Linked DNA regions of Mus musculus: region 2 is linked to region 1. A link is a contact called in public Hi-C data. All regions are on one chromosome and are shown on one strand. The core of a region is the stretch at or near the end of the contact, and the rest is flanking DNA. Distances in the headings are between cores, read along the strand shown. Region 1 has its middle 10 kb from the start of Gm23349. Region 2 holds the start of 4930488B22Rik (RIKEN cDNA 4930488B22 gene).

Region 1 (3,137 bases), core at 179-2,678:
GGTCTTCATGATCTTGTCACTTCTCAATGGCCCCATCTCTTAATGCTAGAACCTTGAAGGGGAGGATTTCAAACATGTGAGTCCTGGGGGCACCCAGTAATTCCTACTACAGCACCATCTGCCTCAGAGATCAAGCCAACGTCCTTCCATCTTAAGGGATCAGTCTGTGTCCCTCTTTCTTTTGTTCCATGGCATCCTTTCCAACTCTTCAGTACCATCAGGCCTTCCTGAGTCTAAGCGTGTCAGACAGGTCCCGCCTTCCTCCTGACTTCTGCCTCTGTACTGAGTTGTCTAATGAACTCACATCCTTATCTTCCCCATATCTTGTTCAGACGTCACCTTTCAGTGAATCCCACCTTGACTGGCCTATTTCACATTATAACCTATATAAAGGTACCCCTATACCCTTTTATTTTACTGTATTGATTTCCAACAGCACAAACACTTTGAACCCTGCCATTGGATTGGCGTATGAACCCTACCGTCTGATTTGCATAATCATCATGTTTAAGAAACCACCTGTGCGGTCCTTTCCCCAAGAGTATGAGCTTCAATGTGGGAAGCTAAACATGTATTTTTTTTAAACATTGGTTTAATCTGATTTTGTTTAATGTTTTGTATATTGTATAGTATACTTCCATCACCTACATCAGCACTGGGAACTGAACAGTGAGTTCTAAAATAAACATCAGTGGAATGAATGAGTAAAAAATAGCACACAGGTCTAATATTATACAAAGTGTGATCCTGTGACCTCTCTAATCCTTGAAATAGCACACAAGGTTGATATTATTATTATTATTATTATTATTATTATTATTATTATTATTATTTCTCAGAGAGGTTAAACAAGTTGTCAAAGACCAAATGATCAGCAGGTGGTCAGCCTACCCCTGTGCAGAACAGGCTTCCCAAGAATAAACACTGACTGTGTATTGCATGGTGAAGGGCAACTGTAACAGCAGACTGTAAGTTTGGGGCCAGCCTGGGGTACATACTGAGTCTCTGTCTCAAATCACCACAAGAAAACAAATAAACAAAACCACCAACTAACCTGCCCAGCTGTTTGGCAGATATTCTCCAGGCAAACCTTCTACAAAGCCAGTATTCTTGCCTCTTCATGGTCATAGGCATGTCTGCAAACACTTCAACCTATGCCCTTGGAAACTTGCACTGTGGTGAGAGGCTATAAGGCCCAGAGGCTCATTAAAGCTTGACCTAGATGGTCAAACACACAATTGGGAAATGACCCGTGGTTCCATTCATTTCTCGTGGAAAATATTTTTTGAAATCGTTAGCAAACTTCCCTGTGATGAAATTCCCAAGAAAGCTTGTGTAGCCTTTTCATTTCCTCCGGCTACACATGCTTTCCTGAGAAGACAGCAGTGGGGGAGGCTGAGCTCCTCTGGGGACTCTGCAAGATGACTTCCTCTAACACTGCTTCTCATTGCTCTGTGGATGAGTCTCCTGGGCACGCCTGGGCTTCCCGTGGAAGGAGGAAATGCTCATTTCTCGGAGTAATAAATCTGGGTATGATATTAAAATGAGCTCCTTTGAGACTGGCTGGGGTGCTGAGTCAAAGTACCTTGTAGCTGAGTCTTGGGTTGCTTGGAGCAGTCTCTGGGATGAGGTGGTTGCAGCAAGGTCAAAGGCTCTTTGCTGAGGGTGGAATGATGACTTAGGGGAGCTCACTAGGATGTGGGATGATATTTGAGACTAAGGCAAGGGAAATCGTGTCACCTCTGCCTCCTGATCCTTGGTTTCAGGCATTTGTAGCACTGAATGGTATATGTAAGTACCAGGAACTACCTTAAGAAACCATTAAACTTGCCTGGGTGTTATAAGTAGAGAACTCAGCAGCCAGATACTGTCTTCTTGAAAAGGAAAAAAGTGTATTTAAAATATGTCAGACTGATGAGCCTAATCTGGCAGTCTTGATGCACCAGGATTGGGGGGGATACTGGGAGAAGGGCTCCCTCTCAGAGGAGAAGAGGAGAATGATGGGGGAGGCATTCTGGGAGGGGGGCTGGGAGAGGAAACAGCATTTGGGATGTAAATAAATAAATATTAATTAAAAATCTGTCACACTGGGGAAAGTTTTAGAGGATAGATAGGAAAAAACAAAAACAAAAACAAAAATATAAACTTAATAAACAAGACTTTCTTAAGCTCAGATTTAGAAACTGCCAGCTTCACCTCTCTCAGGTGTGATATAGACATGATAAAGGCAGTCACTTAGTGGATGCTTGTGGGTGTACAAGGTTATCTGCAGCAATGGTTATCTCTTAGGTTAGAGGAGAAGCTTAAAGAAACCAAGACTGACTAGACAAAACTCACAGTCTTAAAAAAATATCCAGGGCATGTTTACACATATTCTATACATCTTTCCTACAGACTTGAGTGTGGAATTGCTTATTTCAGCGAATCCCTGAGTCCTTTCAGAGATGAAACTGTCCTTGAGACCAACTCATCTGATTCTCTATCCTGTGAAGAGAGACATGAAGATCTCTTCTGGTTTTCTCACCCTGTGTTCACAAGAGTGGCATCCGCTGCAAGCAGCAGTGTCAGTACCGATACTACCATGAGCTACTACCGGGGGACACTGGGGAGCCTTGAGACAGACACTGCATGTGTTGTTCCATTTCGACTGCAAATCAAGCTCTGAAGGGCTTGGTTCCATTTTAAAGAGGCAGAGGACCAGGTGACAGCCTTCCTGAATAGATGTTTCTAGATGATGTTTGCTGACTTTGGAACAAACTTTCGACTTCCTGTTTTGGTTCAACATACCTCACAGGATGTGTGCCCTTCCAGAGTGTCCTTGTCCACCAAGCTCCTTTCAGTCAAAGCTCATTTCCTTCATTAGTAGTTCTCCCTGGACCCCAGTGCTTTCCCACCAGCCTTACAAGCTACAGTGTCCATCAGAGTGCATTTCAGCCTCATGATCATGTTCTTTCCTGGATCCTTTTCCCTGACGGGAACTAGGCTTTGAGTCTCCCACACCTTCCTTCCTTAACTCATCCTTCTGAGGCTTATCACCATTTGATATTTTCCTTCTTTGTCTGGAGGTTTGTTTGTTCTCTGCATCTGCCCACCAGCGTGTGGTGTAGGGGCTCATTGTATCTGTCGTGCCTGACAGG
Region 2 (3,312 bases), core at 100-2,599, 120 kb before region 1:
TTGGTTTCTATGGGCATCATGCACCTGTGCCCATATCTCTCCCCCACCCCAAACACATAATTAAAAATTGAATAAAAATCTAAGATTAATACAATGGCAGTACTGCCTTTAGGTGCAACTTGAGATGGTATAGGCCTTAAAGGAAAGTTATTAACTCCCAGGACTGAAGGCTGACGGTGGGGAAGGGAGCTGCACTCAGGGATCTGTCTGAGAGGATCTTCATCCATGCTTCTCTCGGTATCTCCCTACACTAAGTCTGACTCATCCTGCTACCAAGCCTCTGTTCTTGTGTGTACTACACCAGCTAAAATCCACATGGTCTCTTACCCTAGGAAGATGTTGGATGACAATGATGGAATCCATAGGCCCCTCCTTTTGTCTGCATCAGCTGACCTTGATCCTTTGCCCTTTCCTGTCCACGGAGATTCCCTCAAAAAACCCTGAGTGAATTTGGAAAGAGGAAAAGGGAAACAGAAGATGAAATTCAGGAATCTATTACTGTACCTATCTTCAATTAGGGCACGAGTATGTTCTTTTATTTCCCTTCTTACCAGTTTACCAAGAAGCCATCTTCGAACTGGGGAGTGTTGACAGCTGTGGATCTCACCTGGACAGGCACACAGTTGATGACATCATTTCAGTCTTGACAGGATGCCTTCGTTTTACACGATGAACTCTGACCCTCTTGCGGGTCACGTCCCTCTTGGGGATTTGTTAGAATCCAGATTTAACTACCTCTCTACTAGATTTGCTTTTATAGATCTTCAGTGAGGTAGGGACTGGATATGTGGATGGTTAATGAGTATCCAAGGGGTTGTTATGATCAGACCAGTTTAGGAAATAGTGTAGTAGTGGTGGTGACGAGTGAGAAATGTCCTCACAGGCTCAGGTACTTGAATGTGTGGTTCCATGTGCTGTTTGGGAAGTCATGGAACCTTTAGGTGGTGCAGCCATGCAGGAGGAAGCACGCCACTGAGGGTGGGCATTGAGTGATCATGGCCTCAGTCCTCTCTCTGCTCTGTTTGCAGTGACAGAAGTGATTTTTCTTAGCTTCCCACTTTCTGGTCATTGTGTGTTATCACAACAGGAAAGCGACTGACACACTGACATCCTTTGCTGTGGCTGTTAGAGAACACAATAATCCCACCGGCTGGGTAAATGGCTCTGTAAATGTCCAGTGTTGAGGTTTCGCCTTTTACTGTCTATTGTAATGCTAAGTGTGGGCCCCCAAGACCTGGAGTCTGCACACAGCTCATGTGACCCTGTCCCCAAGTTAATTCTGATTGGTGAATAAAGATGTCAATAGCTGTGCAGAAGAGACATAGGTAGGGTTTAGGATTCCCAGGCTTGTGGGAGAGGAGCGCTCACTGGAGAGGAGGAAGGAAAGTCACAATGGGTTAAGGGTCAAGGGTCATGAGAACTACCCAATCAGAGTTAAGAGCAGCCCAGATGGAACATGGTAAATAGTAAGTAATAACTCAGGGTTATCAATAGTGAAGTGGATTCTAACAGCTTGGAGGTGAGGTATCCATCCGTTCAGCTATTGTGCTGCTTAAGGCTTGTAACTATGAAGGCTGTGAGTGTGTTTTTCATCCAGGAACTCAATAACCAAAGGTGGGGTAGAAACCTCGGCTGGGATTTAAATAATTTATTATAACACTCCAGAGGTAAGGTATGGATTTAGGGTGCTGATATCAATTTCAACTGTGCATTCTTTGTCATCCCCTCCCTTCTTCCGTCTCTCCATCCTTTTCCTCCTTTCAGGCTTCCATCTCTGTTTTATTTTCAATCGCGTGTCTTTGTGCCCTTGTGTCGGTCCCACTGAGGCCAGAAGAGGGCACCCAGTCACCTGGAACTGGAGTTACAGCTGGTTGTGAGCTGGCTGATATGGGTGCTGAGAACTGAGCTTAGGACCACAGCAGGAACCTTGCTTGCTTTTAAACCAGAGAGCTACCTCTCCAGTCCCATCTTCCCCTGTTTGCTTCCTTCCTCCCTTCTTCTCCTCCCCCCACCCCCCTCTCTGTTTTTGTGGTACAGAGGCTCACTCTGCTCAGGCTGGCCTGGAACTCACTTTGTTGCCAGGGTTGACCTTGAACTCCAAATGTTTTTGTCTCTGCATCCCCAAAGGCTGGGATTTCTGGCTCACACCTCCGGGCTCACTCTCCCATTTTTGTCTTCTCCTTGAACAAATTTTATTGTACTATTTAAGTATTATATCACAAATTATTATTATTTTTGCAAACAAAGTAGACTATAATAGAAGGAATTCTGGCAGGATGTAAAGGGACGGATTCTACGGGTCATTCTGAAGACACTTTTCGATGGACTGTTTCTGGAAGTGTGAAAGCCACCCAGAGATGTTTCCACAAGTCACAGCAGGCTGGGGAGGGAGTATCAGCTTGTTTCTTAGGCTACTACCCCAATTTAGCATCAACCTAGTGACTTAAAACTTCCTCACTTTATTGTCTCACCATTCTGGATGCCAGACATCTGAAATGAGTTTTTCAGGGTGAAGACATGGTGTTGACAGGGGTAGATCCTTCTGGAAGTCACAAGGGGAGAAATGTGCTTTATTATAGCTTCAGGTTGCTGCTGGCACTCCGTGGTTTATGTCCTTGTCACCTCAGTCCTGGTTTCTCTGATGACATAGACTTCTGTTCTGCATCAAATTTCCTTTGGGCCTCCTCATGTGTGTGTGTGTGTGTGTGTGTGTGTGTGTGTGATGTGTGTGTATATATGTATATACATGTATACATGTGTGTATGAAGGTCAGAGGTGAGCCTTGGGTGTTGCTTTAGACGTATTCATCTTATATGGTATGCATGTGGTATATGTGTGCATTGTTTGTATGTGTGTGTGTGTGCACATGTGTTTGCTTGTAGATGTTAGAGAAAAACTTTGGGTGTGCCGTCCTATCTATCTCTGCATTATTCTTTTGAGACAGGCTGTCTCAACTGAACCCAGAGCTATACCAGCAGCCAGTAAGTTGCAGGGATCCTCCTGTCTCCGTGCTTCACAGTGCCATGGATACAACCACATCTGTTTTTATTTCTATTTTTATTTTTTTAATGTGCATACTTGGGACACTCATGTTTGCATAACAAGTCCCCCCCCCCAAGTCATATTTCTAGCCCTCTTGCATTTGAGACAAGGTCTCTCATTGGCTGGGGGGGGGGTCCACCAATTAGGACAGGTTGGTTGGTCAATAAGCCTTAAGAATCCTCCTGCTTCTGCTTCCCCAGTGCTGGGATAAAGGTATGTGCCAGCACACTTGGCTTTAACAGGAACTCTGAGATCCATACTTGGGTCTTC

Evidence for each region. Hi-C and Micro-C count contacts between places; a contact is called where the count stands out from the background.
Region 2: a contact with region 1 is called in a Hi-C map of bone marrow-derived macrophages, with 33 read pairs. The contact joins the promoter of 4930488B22Rik here to the enhancer-like site in region 1. A contact is called at or near these places in 9 of 39 promoter capture datasets (the 3T3-L1 cell line, the HPC-7 cell line, hematopoietic stem and progenitor cells and 5 more), 4 of 484 Hi-C or Micro-C datasets (bone marrow-derived macrophages, brown adipocytes, cortical neurons and 1 more) and 4 of 115 datasets of contacts at active chromatin or transcription factors (bone marrow-derived macrophages, fetal liver, fibro-adipogenic progenitors and 1 more).

Annotation. Positions count from the first base shown.
Region 1 is chr1:184,589,127-184,592,263 of GRCm38.p6, reverse strand. No RefSeq gene overlaps it. Among named protein-coding and RNA genes, the nearest start is that of Gm23349, 10 kb to the right of the region's middle. Within about 2 kb of position 1,428, at least 12 of the 459 cell types and tissues checked have an H3K27ac peak or open chromatin away from gene starts, as enhancers often do. A contact at or near this core is called in the HPC-7 cell line and bone marrow-derived macrophages, where this site is marked.
Region 2 is chr1:184,710,534-184,713,845 of GRCm38.p6, reverse strand. 4930488B22Rik (RIKEN cDNA 4930488B22 gene) reads right to left here and starts at 1,349. Exons shown (of 3, transcript NR_040627.1): 1 at 552-1,349; 2 at 328-440.